Regions from separate parts of the Mus musculus genome. Here region 1 is linked to region 2. The links are chromatin contacts, called in public promoter capture Hi-C maps. All regions are on one chromosome and are shown on one strand. Each heading gives the region's core, a stretch centred on a gene start, on an enhancer-like site or on the middle of the called end of the contact. The rest is flanking DNA. Distances are from core to core; before and after follow the strand shown. Region 1 holds the start of 4931428L18Rik (RIKEN cDNA 4931428L18 gene). Region 2 holds the start of Ptp4a1 (protein tyrosine phosphatase 4a1).

What was found. Promoter capture Hi-C pulls out the DNA fragments that hold promoters and counts their contacts.
Region 1: a contact with region 2 is called in a promoter capture Hi-C map of trophoblast stem cells, with 2.7 times the contacts expected there. The contact joins the promoter of 4931428L18Rik here to the promoter of Ptp4a1 in region 2. A contact is called at or near these places in 2 of 39 promoter capture datasets (pre-B cells and trophoblast stem cells) and 1 of 115 datasets of contacts at active chromatin or transcription factors (bone marrow-derived macrophages).

What each region holds. Positions count from the first base shown.
Region 1 is chr1:31,218,042-31,224,117 of GRCm38.p6, forward strand. 4931428L18Rik (RIKEN cDNA 4931428L18 gene) reads right to left here and starts at 4,615. Exons shown (of 3, transcript NR_033445.1): 1 at 4,435-4,615. Dnaaf6 (dynein axonemal assembly factor 6) reads left to right here and starts at 4,798. Exons shown (of 1, transcript NM_029062.2): 1 at 4,798-6,076. The coding sequence starts at 4,898. The coding sequence ends at 5,554.
Region 2 is chr1:30,948,463-30,955,047 of GRCm38.p6, forward strand. It overlaps Ptp4a1 (protein tyrosine phosphatase 4a1), which reads right to left and starts at 1,293. Exons shown (of 6, transcript NM_011200.2): 1 at 1,087-1,293. LOC115487084 (a long non-coding RNA gene) reads left to right here and starts at 1,409. Exons shown (of 1, transcript NR_164183.1): 1 at 1,409-2,876.

The DNA.
Region 1 (6,076 bases), core at 3,365-5,864, 270 kb after region 2:
GTTTGGAGCTGAGATGAAAGGATGGACCATGTAGAGACTGCCATAGCCAGGGATCCACCCCATAATCAGCATCCAAATGCTGACACCATTGCATACACTAGCAAGATTTTATTGAAAGGACGCAGATGTAGCTGTCTCTTGTGAGACTATGCCGGGGCCCAGCAAACACAGAAGTGGATGCTCACAGTCAGCTAATGGATGGATCATAGGGCTCCCAATGGAGGAGCTAGAGAAAGTAGCCAAGGAGCTAAAGGGATCTGCAACCCTATAGGTGGAACAACATTATGAGCTAACCAGTACCCCGGAGCTCTTGACTCTAGCTGCATATATATCAAAAGATGGCCTAGTCGGCCATCACTGGAAAGAGAGGCCCATTGGACTTGCAAACTTTATATGCCCCAGTACAGGGGAATACCAGGGCCAAAAAGGGGGAGTGGGTGGGCAGGGGAGTGGGGGTGGGTGGATATGGGGGACTTTTGGTATAGCATTGGAAATGTAAATTAGTTAAATACCTAATAAAAAATGGAAAAAAAAAAAAAAAAAAAAAAAAAAAGAAGTGGCCCTGTAGTTAGGAGTCAAGATGGTGGGAAACGTGTTCCTCGAGAATAAGAGCGTTGCAGGAGAGAAGAAATGGAATGTTGGTTATTCTGCAAATGTTTCCATTTTTCAATTAGGACAAATATTCTTCCTGGCCACAGAGAGTTGTTCAGTCTCATCAACTTCAGTTAAAACAGGACTTGGAATGTGGCCTCAGGAAGGGAGAATTTTGGAATATTTTACCAACCTTGAAGCATTTTAGAAAGATGTTGCCTTCCTATGCTATGTTACTGACATCCCATCTCTGTAGGGCAAGCTCATACTGATTGCAGTCTGTTATACGGACAGGAAATTATAAGGATGAGTTTTGATTTTAAAGCACTTTACGTAGGAGATAATGAAGTGATTAGGCTTTTCAGACTGGAGATGAAGGCTTTGAGTATACGGAATCAACTGCCTCTCTGTGATCAAAGGGCCGACTTTATCATGCTTTTATTTTAAGAATATATATGACCCTAGAGGTACTCTTGTCTCACTCAGAACTGAGTGATTGGCAAACCTAAAACTCTCTTAGATCTGCTAATTCCTAGTTCATTCTTAAAAAAAAAATCAATATATACATGTACACACACACACACACACACACACATTTATCTTATACAACAGCGTTTTCCTGCTACCTGATATTTAAATAGAATTTTTGTCCTGCCACTGGAACTCATAAAATATTTTTACCCTTGAATCTGCTCTTTTATTTGCATTTTGCGGTTTGACAGTCCCGTTGGTTTTCTGCCTAGAGGAATTTTGAATTAAATTGCCTTTTAGGTTCTAAATTTGTTTTAAAACTCACTTTGAATTGGCTCATAAAACTGAGCCTGTCCTGCTTCAGTTTGATCCCATCCTCAGATTTAAATTGACTTAGACATAAACTGGAGATAATTCTCAATTTTTCTCTGCATTCCAATTGCCAGACTGTTGCCATCCAATTTTATGTTCTTATGACGGAAGCCGAAGACAGCACTGCAACACTTGAGGGGATCTCAGAGCACCTTGGCCCAGGTTCAGACACATTCAGAGGAGAAATTTCAGGAGTGAGGGTAGGTTTTACACAAAAAGTGTATTCAAGCTATTCCAGAAAAGAAGAACTGCCAGGAGGGACACAGGACCCTTCCTTGTGTTATCACCTCATTAGTTCGGATTGCCTGACCCTGGATGTTCTCTGCCGTCAGGGCGAGCTGCTGGCTTTCCATTTCTCTCAGGAAACTGAATCATCCTCACTCCACTGACAATGCCCTTTGGGAACTTAAGTAACAGCACAGTTGGATGTAAACATGTCGCATCCAGTTCTGGTACTTTTTCTTCTAATCTTCAATCACACTGGAGAGTTTATCTATGCTATGTCTAGTCTCACACAGGAAACAACAACAACAACAACACCCAAGCAGTTATTAGGAGCACTAGGCTCCTAATAATTCTGCCTTCCATTCTTTTCACCCATTTTGTTCTGAAATATATAAAAGAATAAAAAAGATATATTGGAGACGGAGTCTTGCTGTCTTGCCCACACTAGCTTTAAAACTGCAAACCTCTTAGAGTAGCTTCTTGTATAGTCAAGATTACAGAGTAGGTCACTGCTTTAGGAGGGAGCAAAATAGTAAGCAAGGCTTTTAATGAAGATTCTATAAACTCTATGGTTGTGTCTTAGGGTTTGTATGTGGATGTGCGTAAGTTACAAAGAGACAGTCACAGAGCTAGAGAGATGGTTCATCAGTTAAGAGTGTTCACCGCCTTTCAAAGGGACTGGAATTCAGTTCCCAACACACACATTGTAACTCTAGTTCTAGAGGAATCTGACACCTCTAGTCTTCGAGGGCACTTCCGCTTTGAAAATCCCACAAGCTTCAGTCTCTTTAAAATATACGAAGTCTCTTTAAGGTTCAAATCTCCCTAAAGTTCGAAAGACTTTTAAACTGGGGGCTCCTATAAAATAAAATATAAATTACATACTTATTTCAAAGAGGAAGAGCCAGGGCACAGTTACAATCAGAATAGAGCAAAACTGAAGTCCAACCATGTAAAGACTTATGGGACTCATGATCTCCAATTGGCTTGGAAAAGCTTCTCCTCTCTGGCTCTGCCTCGCACAACATGCACAGCACATCAGGCTGGCTCTACTCTACAGCTGCGCCCATATTGGCTATGCATTCTGTCGTACTGGCATCTCCAAAGTTCTGCGGGCTGCACTGTGACAGGTCTGCACCTTTTCCAATAACCTCTTCTGAGCTCTCTTTGGGGACTCTGGCTATTCTACAGGGTGTTAAGCCTCAATTTTCTCCCATGACATCTGTAATCCTGGGCTTCACTGTACCTGAGGCTGCACCTTCACCAAGGGCCTTGCCAGGCTCCAAGCCTCAGCTGTTCTCCATGGCTCCTTCATTCCTTTTAAACCAGCACCACCTGGGAAACTCTTACACATTACAAAGTTTGGCTGGCAGCAAATGCACATACAGCCTGAATCCCATCTGGATCATAGCTTCTGTATGCCAAACTTGAGGAAACCCTTTTCAGAAAATTTTACCTCAACAATGCTAGTCTCTTCTTAATCTCAATAGACTCTTCAGATCCCAGGTGATTAAAGAACCACAGATCTTTAATTTAAAATATCACCCAAACAAGTCCGGTAGTTTTTATTGCAATTGATTGATTGATTGATTGATTGATTGATTGAGGCAGGTTTTCTTTGTGTAGCCCTGGCTCTCCTGGAACTCACACAGTAAAAGAGGCTGGCTATGAACTCAGAGATCCGCTTGTTTCTGCTTCCTGAGTGCTGGGACTAAACGCATGCACCACCTCACCTGGCCCTTGTAGTCTTTATATCCTTGTGAAACTCACAAACCAAGTCTGCACTGCCTACATAGCTCTCAGCCTTCTTATCTTCCAAGCTCCCATAGAATAATAGCTTATTGAGCTCTGAGCACCAATGGCTATTCTGTCCATTTTTTCCACACCCCTCCCCAACTGCAAACAATATGGTTAGGTGTATTCCACAGCAATATCCCACAGTCTGGCTAGTATTTTTCATCTTAATTATGATTCATATGGTTGTGATCAAGCATCATGTCCAAAAGCAAATGGGTGGGAAAAAAAGCTTATTCTAGCTCACAACTTTCAGATCACACTCCATCACTGAGACAACTCAGAGCAAGAACTCAAGGCAAGAACATGGAGGCAGGAATTGAAGTACAAGCCATGGAGGAGGGCTGCTTACTGCCTAGACCCCCAAGGCTTCCTTAGCCTTCTTTGTTACCTTCTTTGTTATGTAATCCAGGACCACCTGCCCAGGGGTAGTACTGCCTACTGAGGGCTGGCCCTCCCACATCAATCATTGAGAAAGTGTCCTCCATTTTTGCCTATAGGCCACTTTTATTTTCTCACTTATAATTCACTCTTCCTGGGCTGGAGAGATGGCTGTGTAATCAAAAGCTAGTCGAAACACAAGATTCTTTCTTCCCACCTAGATCTTGGTTAGGTATATGTCAGGTTGGCACAAGTAAAGTAGCGGAGTAGTGTTTTGTCTTCATGTATGTCTGCATACCACATGTGTACCTGGTGCTCACTGAGGTCAGAAAAAGATGCCCCGCAACTGAATTACAGAGTTATAAGCGTCTATGTGGGTGCTGAGAAATAAACCCCAGTTCTCTGGAAGAGCACTGAACGTTAAGTGCTGAGCCACCACTCAACTCCCTCCCAAATAAAAATAAAATACTTTAGAAAAGGAATAGAAACCCACTCAGGTTTTAAAAATGATGCTTAGGAGGAGTGGGGGCGGAGTGGAGGAGGGGGAGAAAAGCTCACTGCAAAAAGCTTGCAGGACAAATGGTAACATCCTGCTCTTACCTCTGTGGCTGAGCCAGCTGGGTATCTGGTCTTCAAAGTAAAGGCAGAGGTGGGGAGAGGCAGTCTGAGAGAAGCGGGAGGACCCGGACTACCGCAGAGAAGCTGTGAACTCTCAGGAGCTAGCATGATGGATCCCACAGCCTAACCCAGGTCGATCTACTTAACTAGAAATGGCAGCCATAGACCCTGAACGGGACGAGCTGGGATTGGCTGCTGCTGGTATTGTTTCAAAGGAGACTCTCCTGTGATTGGCTAGCAGAGTCAAGCAGGAACTAGAGGTGGAAAAGGGAAGTTCAACAAAGTTGTTACCCAGGCAACAGAGCAACGCACAGCGAGTGGCAGTTTATTTTCGGCTCCTAGGCTGTGAACAGCACTGACCAAGCACCTGGGATCCAATTCAGACCTTCTTCCACATTTAGCAAGCACTCTACCCTTGAGGTACACTCTTATCTATATTTGAATAATGGAATCAGAAAATGCTGAAGCTGAGAATGTGGTAACAGGGAATTTGGAAGCAAAGAGCAAGGAAGGTAAAAATATGCAATTTGTGACATTGTCTTCTGCCTGGTCCCTTCAAGCACTATCCAGTCTCCTCAATCCCGAAGAAGAGGATGGTTTTGATTTTGAACAGGGGCAATGCTCATTTACTATTGGAGCCATGGGCCCTGGGAATATTGGACCACCTAAAGCAAAAGAGTCCAAAGCTATTCCTGAACCCAGGAGTGATGAAAGTGAGAACATCTGGAATCCAGAAGAGGTTCCAGAAGGAGCAGAGCATGATGATATATGGGATGTTCGTGAAATTCCAGATTATGAGATTGTATTCCAACAAACTGTGGGAACTGAGGACGTATACCTAGGATTAACAAGAAAGGATCCTTCAACGGCATGCTGCCAGGAGCTGGTGGTGAAAATTAAACTGCCCAATACAAACCCTTCTGAAATTCAAATTGATATCCAAGAAATGCTCCTTGATCTTCGCACTCCTAGAAAGAAGCTGTTAGTAAACTTTCCCCAGCCCGTGGAACGGAACAGTGCTAGAGCATCCTATATCTGGGAAGCTGAAACACTTGAAGTCAGGATGACCGTCCAAAGGGATTTGGATTTTAATATTTCCTGAAACTGTATGAATAAGAAGAGATAGAAAGAAATCATGACAAGAACATTTTTTTTTCTACCTTTGAATACTGGTTGTTTATGTTCTCCCCCCACCCCCGACATATTTTAGAAAGGTTCAGAATTTTAGTGGTGTTTTGATCAAATATAGTCAATTCTATTACTGTTATGACATATGGTTGTTTCATACAATAAGGTGCTGTTCCATTTCTATAGTGAGAGCTGAATAAAATATTTTCAGGTTAACCATCTAGGTTATTACATGGTCAATCACACAGCAGAGCTATGACCATGAAATAAGTGATTCACTTAAATCAGCAGTCTGAAGAACTTCAGCTAACTAATTACATTACCATACAATCTGCTACATAGGGATTTGTCATTATTGTCACCAGAAAAATTCATTTGGTTGCTTTTTCATTGATTTTAACATGATTTAGGATGTTTTCAATCTAGGGCTTCAATATTGTTCTGGAACATATAAGTAAGAAAGGACTATAAATAATTTGCTGTGTCCTGTGAGACA
Region 2 (6,585 bases), core at 43-2,542:
GGAAGCTGGAGGGCAGCAAGAAAAAAATTTTCCTGAACTGCTTTGAAATGAGTGGAGCCACCCAGTGGCTGGAGGACACTTCTGTTAAAACAGTGGAGACCACCGAAATCCTTCTTAATAATATCCTCCCACTCCCTCACAGGCAAAACCTCAACATGATAGGCAGCCAAGATACACGACGAGATCGTCCCATTTTAATTGCATGCACCATAAGCAAAAAAAAAAAAAAAAAAAAAAAAGGATCATTTGTGTGTGTGTATGTGTGTAGCATTAGCTTCAGTCTGTCAGACTCTAGAATCAAACCAGTCTGTGGGATCATCTGCTTTATCCAATTCTGTTCCAAATACACTCAGGTTTCAGGTAACGCGCCCAATCTAGCGCGTGTGCAAGCGCTGTTTCCTTCCGGGAACAGATCGCGATTTTCTGGTTTTCCAACCGTTTTAGCCGGCACGAAGCAAACAGCAAAATAATAATAATAATTAAAAAAAGCAAGCCAGGATAGGATTCATGACCCCTAAGCTCCGGAATCCAGACCTCTGGTCACCGCACAGACCGTTCCGACACCGTGGAAATTTCAGCTCGCCAGCGGTGGAATGGTGCAGGGCTGCTCGCTCAACAGGAGCCGCGCAGTTCTGCCCAGCAGCTCCTGTTGCTCCAGCCCAAGAGCGGACCGCCCCACGCGCAGCCCGCCTCGGGGCCGAGTCAGAGTCCCCCTCCGCCGACCGGGTCGCCACTACCGAAGCCCGGCGGCGATCGGCAAGCCCGGGCTTGAGCGGCGCGCACAGTCGCGAGGTCCGCAATCACGGGTTCACGGTGGCGAGCGCGGGCGGCCACCGAGGCCATCTTGGGAGGCCCCGGGCGCCCGGTCCCGGTCCCCCCGCAGCCCCGCCCCGCCCCGGCCACGTCCACGACGCCCGCGCGGCTTCTCGGAACAAAGGCCGCAGGGTGGCACGCGCACAAAGCCGCTGGGCTGCCCTGCCGGTCGCTCCGGGTCCGGGCCCCGCCGCCGGCGTTTCGGTCGCCCGGCCACCCTCCTTTCCCTCCTCGGTCGCTCGCTCTAACAAAGGCCGGGCCCGCGGTACTCACAGGAATATGTCTACTCATTGAAGATTGTGGCCTAATCATACAGCCGGTCCCGAGGCGGCGCAGGCGGCGGCGGCAGGGCAGGCGGCGGTGGGCGTCGCGGGGCGGCGGCGGGGATGCAGGCGGCGGGGGCACCAGACGACCATGCAGTGAGCTGCCCGAGGAGCGTCGCCGAGCCGGCCGCAGCCCAGAGCCAATGCGCGCGCCCAGGCGCCCCTGCGTCACAAGTCCGCCCCTTTATAGCCGGCGCGACGTGCGCACAGGCGGCAGCCAATCACGGCGCGGGACGCCTGCGGCTCGAGGCGGGGCCCGGGACGCAGACGTCACTCGGGGCAGCCGCCACCGGTGCGAACCGGTTGATGAATGGCGCGGTGTGCTGGCTGGTCCTCGCCACCAAACGCTCCGGTCGCTAGAGCCGCGAGTTCGCCTCAACTTGGAACGCCTCTCCGGCGGGCGGAACCCTGTAGCCCGAGGCCATAGCTCTGTCGCGCTGGCCAACGGTTTACCTTGGCCCTTGCGCCCGGGGATCTCCGTCATCACTCCATATTGATGTCGCATGACCGCTGGGCGGCTGACTCACCGCTCCAGAGCCCGGCCCTAGTCTGGGACTAGGGATTCTCGTCACCACGGGCACTTCCACGTGTGGGAAGGCTCTCCGCAGAGATTAGCCGGTGGAACCCAGGAAATGTCCCTATTTTTTTTTTTTTTTTTCTTTCGAGGCACGTGAAGCCTAGTTGCTTCCTAGCCTTTCTTCTTCTCCCCCCACCCCCTTTCTTTTTAGGTTACACCCCTAAACTGCTGATTCTGGCAACTGCAGTTGGCTCGTTTGTGGCATTTCGAAATCACATGCATCCTTTGTACTGCTGCTCATTCTCAGATAATGAAAGGTTAGCTTTTGCTAAGGGGAAGCTTTTTTTTTTTCTTTTTCTTTTTAAATTAAGAATCTTCGGCTTTATCAAGGGCTGATGTAAGTTTTTGCGTCAAAAGCTAAGCTTTCCCCTTTTGTTGATCTTCAGTCCTGTTCCAGTGTCCTTTTAATCTAGGCTTCTAAGTGAAGCCTGAGTGCAGCTGTTTCTGATCATACAAGGGCAGCTTTTATCTGAAAACCCTTTCTGCTCGCTTGTCTAGGACAGGTAAACAGGACCTTTACCTGCTTTGGAGAACTCAGCTTTCCAATAACACTGAGGCCTTTTGTTCCCTGTTTTTCTGCACATTAGGCCGGAGAAATCATAAGTTGTGCTCTCTCTTATTGTGTACCGAATTTTGTGATTTATTAGCACTTCTATTTAGAGACTTCCTTGCATAGTTACTTAAATGTCTTATAAACATGCAATCTGTAAGCAACGTAAGTACATTAAAAAAAGGGGGGGGCAGACCTTTAATAACAGCAACAACAACAACAAAAAGCAACTCATCGTCATTAAAAATTGCTTGGCCAGGGATCCATTTAAAGTCAAGAACTTGAAGCATAGATCCCTTCACAAATAGAGGTAAAGTGAGGTAACAATTAAATTATGTAAGTCCTAAGAAAATGCAGGGAGATTAAAAGAAAAGTCTTTGAACAGTAAAGTGAAGTTGAGCAGACCAGGAAACTCAACCGAAGACAGATTGAGTATTACAGAACTAAAACCTTTCATATGACCAGTGACTTTGGGTAAGTGTTACTTAAGCTTTGGAAAAACATGGGCAGAATAATTAGTGACTAGCTTGGCCAACTTGTATTAATAACATACTTAGGCATATTAAATCTGCCTCCCCTATTCCAAAGGTTGGTCAACACTGTAAAACAAAAATAATGACACCTTTTCCAAAGGGGAATTTGGTGAGCTAAAATAACTGAGCAAATAGCAAGCAAAGGTAAATCAGTGTCTTGGTTTCCTTGTAGAACTCGTGATGCAAATTGTGAGCTGTGTAATCCACAGATCCCGTAATTGCTGACGATATTTGCTGATGTATGGTACTTGGTTAGCTGTCCTCATTGAGCCCTAGAAGATTGGCTTCTGCTCTCAGGAAGGGGAATTGTCTCCACCGGGATTATCCTTTTATAAGGAATTATCACCCAGTCCTATTTTGGAAAGGGACAGATTTCCATCCTTTGCTGCTGAAAGAATGTATCTTAAACCAGATATAAACTTGTTGGTCAGTCCACTCAATTCTCACAAGGCAGTCAGAGTCTCTTTGGCAGCTGCTGTTACTTGGTGTCTTGGGCTGGTTTCTTTGTTTGCTGAGGGTGTCTGTTCTAGTCATTGAATAGTTGGAAGCTGATCCCAGGAGTAAGTATCCCAACATTGAGCAAGGAGATCCCTGTGGACCAAGTCAATAGGACTTACCCACTTGTGGTTGGCACATTAAGCACCTCTATTTAACAGACTTTAAAAGAAGAAAACAACCTTGAAAATCTAGTGATTAGACTCCAGAAATCCTAAGTGGAAGGGAACCACTTTTGCCAAACAAGATGGCCACTTGAAGCTCCTTAATAAAACCTGTCCTTGGAGCTTTTATCAGCATATGCTAAGTATCAAAAACATTACCTAGAAGATAAGCAATGCAGGGAAGGTCACCACGGAAGATTAAAGGCCTCAGAAGGCAACAGATCAAATCCGAATGAGAATAGAGAATCTTTTAAGCACAGCACATCTGTAAACAATGATTCTGTTTATGCCAAGTGTATAAAGAGATTTCACTCTCAGAATCCTTGGATTATATGGGGCCATAAAAGCCCCACCAAAGGATTACATTTACATAGCAAAATGATATTGTTGCACAGAAAGATCACAAGTGACATTATCAACTGGGGACCACCAAATAATGTATATGTGGACTAAGTATATTTGGTATGGGCAAGTAACCAGATAGCTAGAGCTGGGTAGCAGTGTAGATACTTGGGCAGAGCTCCCATTACCATGCTTAAGAAAGGTTTTAGCAAAACTGGGCATACAGCAATGGCCACTGTCACTATTGCTTAGGATAGCAATAAAACCTAAAAACTAAAACATCCTATGGGTAAATCTTTTTTTTTTTTTTTTTTTTTTTTTTTTTTTTTTTGGGGTCAGGCTGGGTCTAGTTATACAGACTTGTAATCTCAATTACGTTGGAGGCCAGAAGATCCAGCATTCACTCTGTCTCATAAAGCAAAACTGTACTGGAGTGGTTAAGAATCTGAGTTGTTCTAGAAGACCGGGTTTGGTTCCCAGCACCTGTGTTGGGCTCTAGATCCAAGGTTTGTGATGCCCTTCTCTAGCCTCTGTAAGCACCACCTGCTCCCACCCAAAAATACACAACTAAAATGCAACAAGAGCACTGGTGATATTGCTCAGTGGTTAGAGTACCTTGCAAGACCTTGAACTCTGGGAACTTTCAATTCCCAGAACTGAAAAAAGGTAAAAAAAAAAAAAAAAAAAAAAAAAGAAAAAAGAAAAAGAAAGAAAGGAAATATTACTATAGTCAGATGCTTTGAATAAAAACACAGTATTATGTCAAAATTCCTATTGGAATTTTTGACAGCAATTTCCAGTGAGGGGCTAAATTTGTTTGCAATAAACTTTTCAAGGAATAAACCTCAGAGGAAATCCATAGGCCGATGCAGACCATTATGTTTCATAAAGTCAGACTACATAGAAACTTTCAGTCGAATAGGAGATTACTACAGCTAAACATTCATGAATAAACTCAGGCGTATCAATATTCAGCATCTTTTTGAGGTTTGTGCTTTTGTTTTTAAGGTAAGGTCTCAGGTGATGCAGGCTGGCCTCAAACACTAGCTAACATAGGCCTTGAGTTCCTGAGCCGCCTTATCCTACCTCCCAAGTGGTAATACTCCAGATGTGCCTTACTATGCCTGGCTAAAGTGAAGATAGTAAGTTATCAAATAAAATCATCAGAAGTAATAGTTTCTAAAACTAAAGCCAGAAACTTAACATTTTGAAAAGTTAAGAATATTCTCTGTAATCTGTATCATAAGCATTCTCTTCCCCTTGTCAAACTTCCATGCAAACCTGAGAATTGCTCACATCCTCTTCAAACCAGACAATATGTTTTCATTTTAACAACTTTTGCTACTTAATATAAAGAATACTTCCTTGGGAGTGGAGTGTGCACATCAAGATGTGACAAGACAGATTGGTCAAGAGAATAGTATTTTTTTAGCCCTGGCTGTCCTGGAACTCACTCTGTAGACCAGGCTGACCTGGAATTCAGAGATGCGCCTGCCTCTGCCTCCCAAGCGCTGGGATTAAAGGCGTGCGCCACCAACAGCACCACCACCGCTCGGCAAGAATAGTATTTTTAACTTTGTGATAAAAAGATTTTCTTTAGGCCGAATGAAAGATTTACTATGGCCCCAAACAACTCAGCAGTTTCCTATCCTCTGGCTCACATTCTGGTACCTGAAGAAATCTAGTTTATCTAGTTTGAGAAGTATTAATTTTAGAAAATTAGGCATTTTTTCTCTTGTGATTCTACAGCCTGAATACAGATCATTTGGGAATTGTAAATCTGCAGAGCTATAGCTTCCACGTGACTGTCTTAGAACATGTTGAATTATATTATGCCAGTCTGAAAGGAAGCAAAAAAAAAAAAAAAAAAAGCTTAGGAAAAGAGAATTTACTATGGATACAGGAAAGGAGTGCGGTATATGTAAATGTTAAAGGTTGGCTGCATATCCTATGGCAGAGCCCGCTCTTGACAGATTTAATTCTTGGAGCTGGCATTTAGGCTGTGGATAATCCAGATAGGCACTGACCGACGCTGCATCGCTAACAGAGGCAGCCTTACATAAGAACATCAACGGTTCTTGAACAGTTTCCTGCTCACAGGCGATTGCTGTGTCTTTTAGGAAAGCTACAGGAGTCGTACTTTTCCCCAGCTAACAGGTGTGACATTTACTCTGGGAGGTGGAGAAAACATTGCCACCTGTGCACTCAGTCATTGGAGAACACTGAATGAGGGCAAATGAACAAAAAAGCCTTTGGAAATTCGGAAAATGTGAAGGAAGTTCTCATAAATTATTTCCTTTTTTTTCCCCCTTTCTTTTGAGACAGGGTCTGACTGACTTGAAACTCACACAGCTCTACCTGTCTCTGCCTCCCAAGTGCTGGGATTAAAGGTGTGTACTACCACATGGACTCTAATGATTGATTCCTTGAATTCTTAAACTCTTCCTCAACAATATTCAATCAATATTTAGGTATTTTCAAGTACTTTTAAACCTAAAGTCCTTTTAGGGCATCCCATTCCTAGTTTTCTCTTTAACAGTGTTTTCACCAATTTGATTTTTATGCCTCCTGACTTCACAATCTGCTCAACAGGAGTTTTCACCCATGTATTCTAGCAAACACATTCCCTACCACAACAGGTATTTGATACCTGCTTACCCATGCCAGGGGCTCCCCTAACTTACTGTCATGGCCTCTGTCCCAATGGAACTTTTATGTAGATGAAGACAGATTAAAAGCAGTAAACAGGGTGGCCATGGTGGTACATGCCTCTATTCTGAGTGTTTGG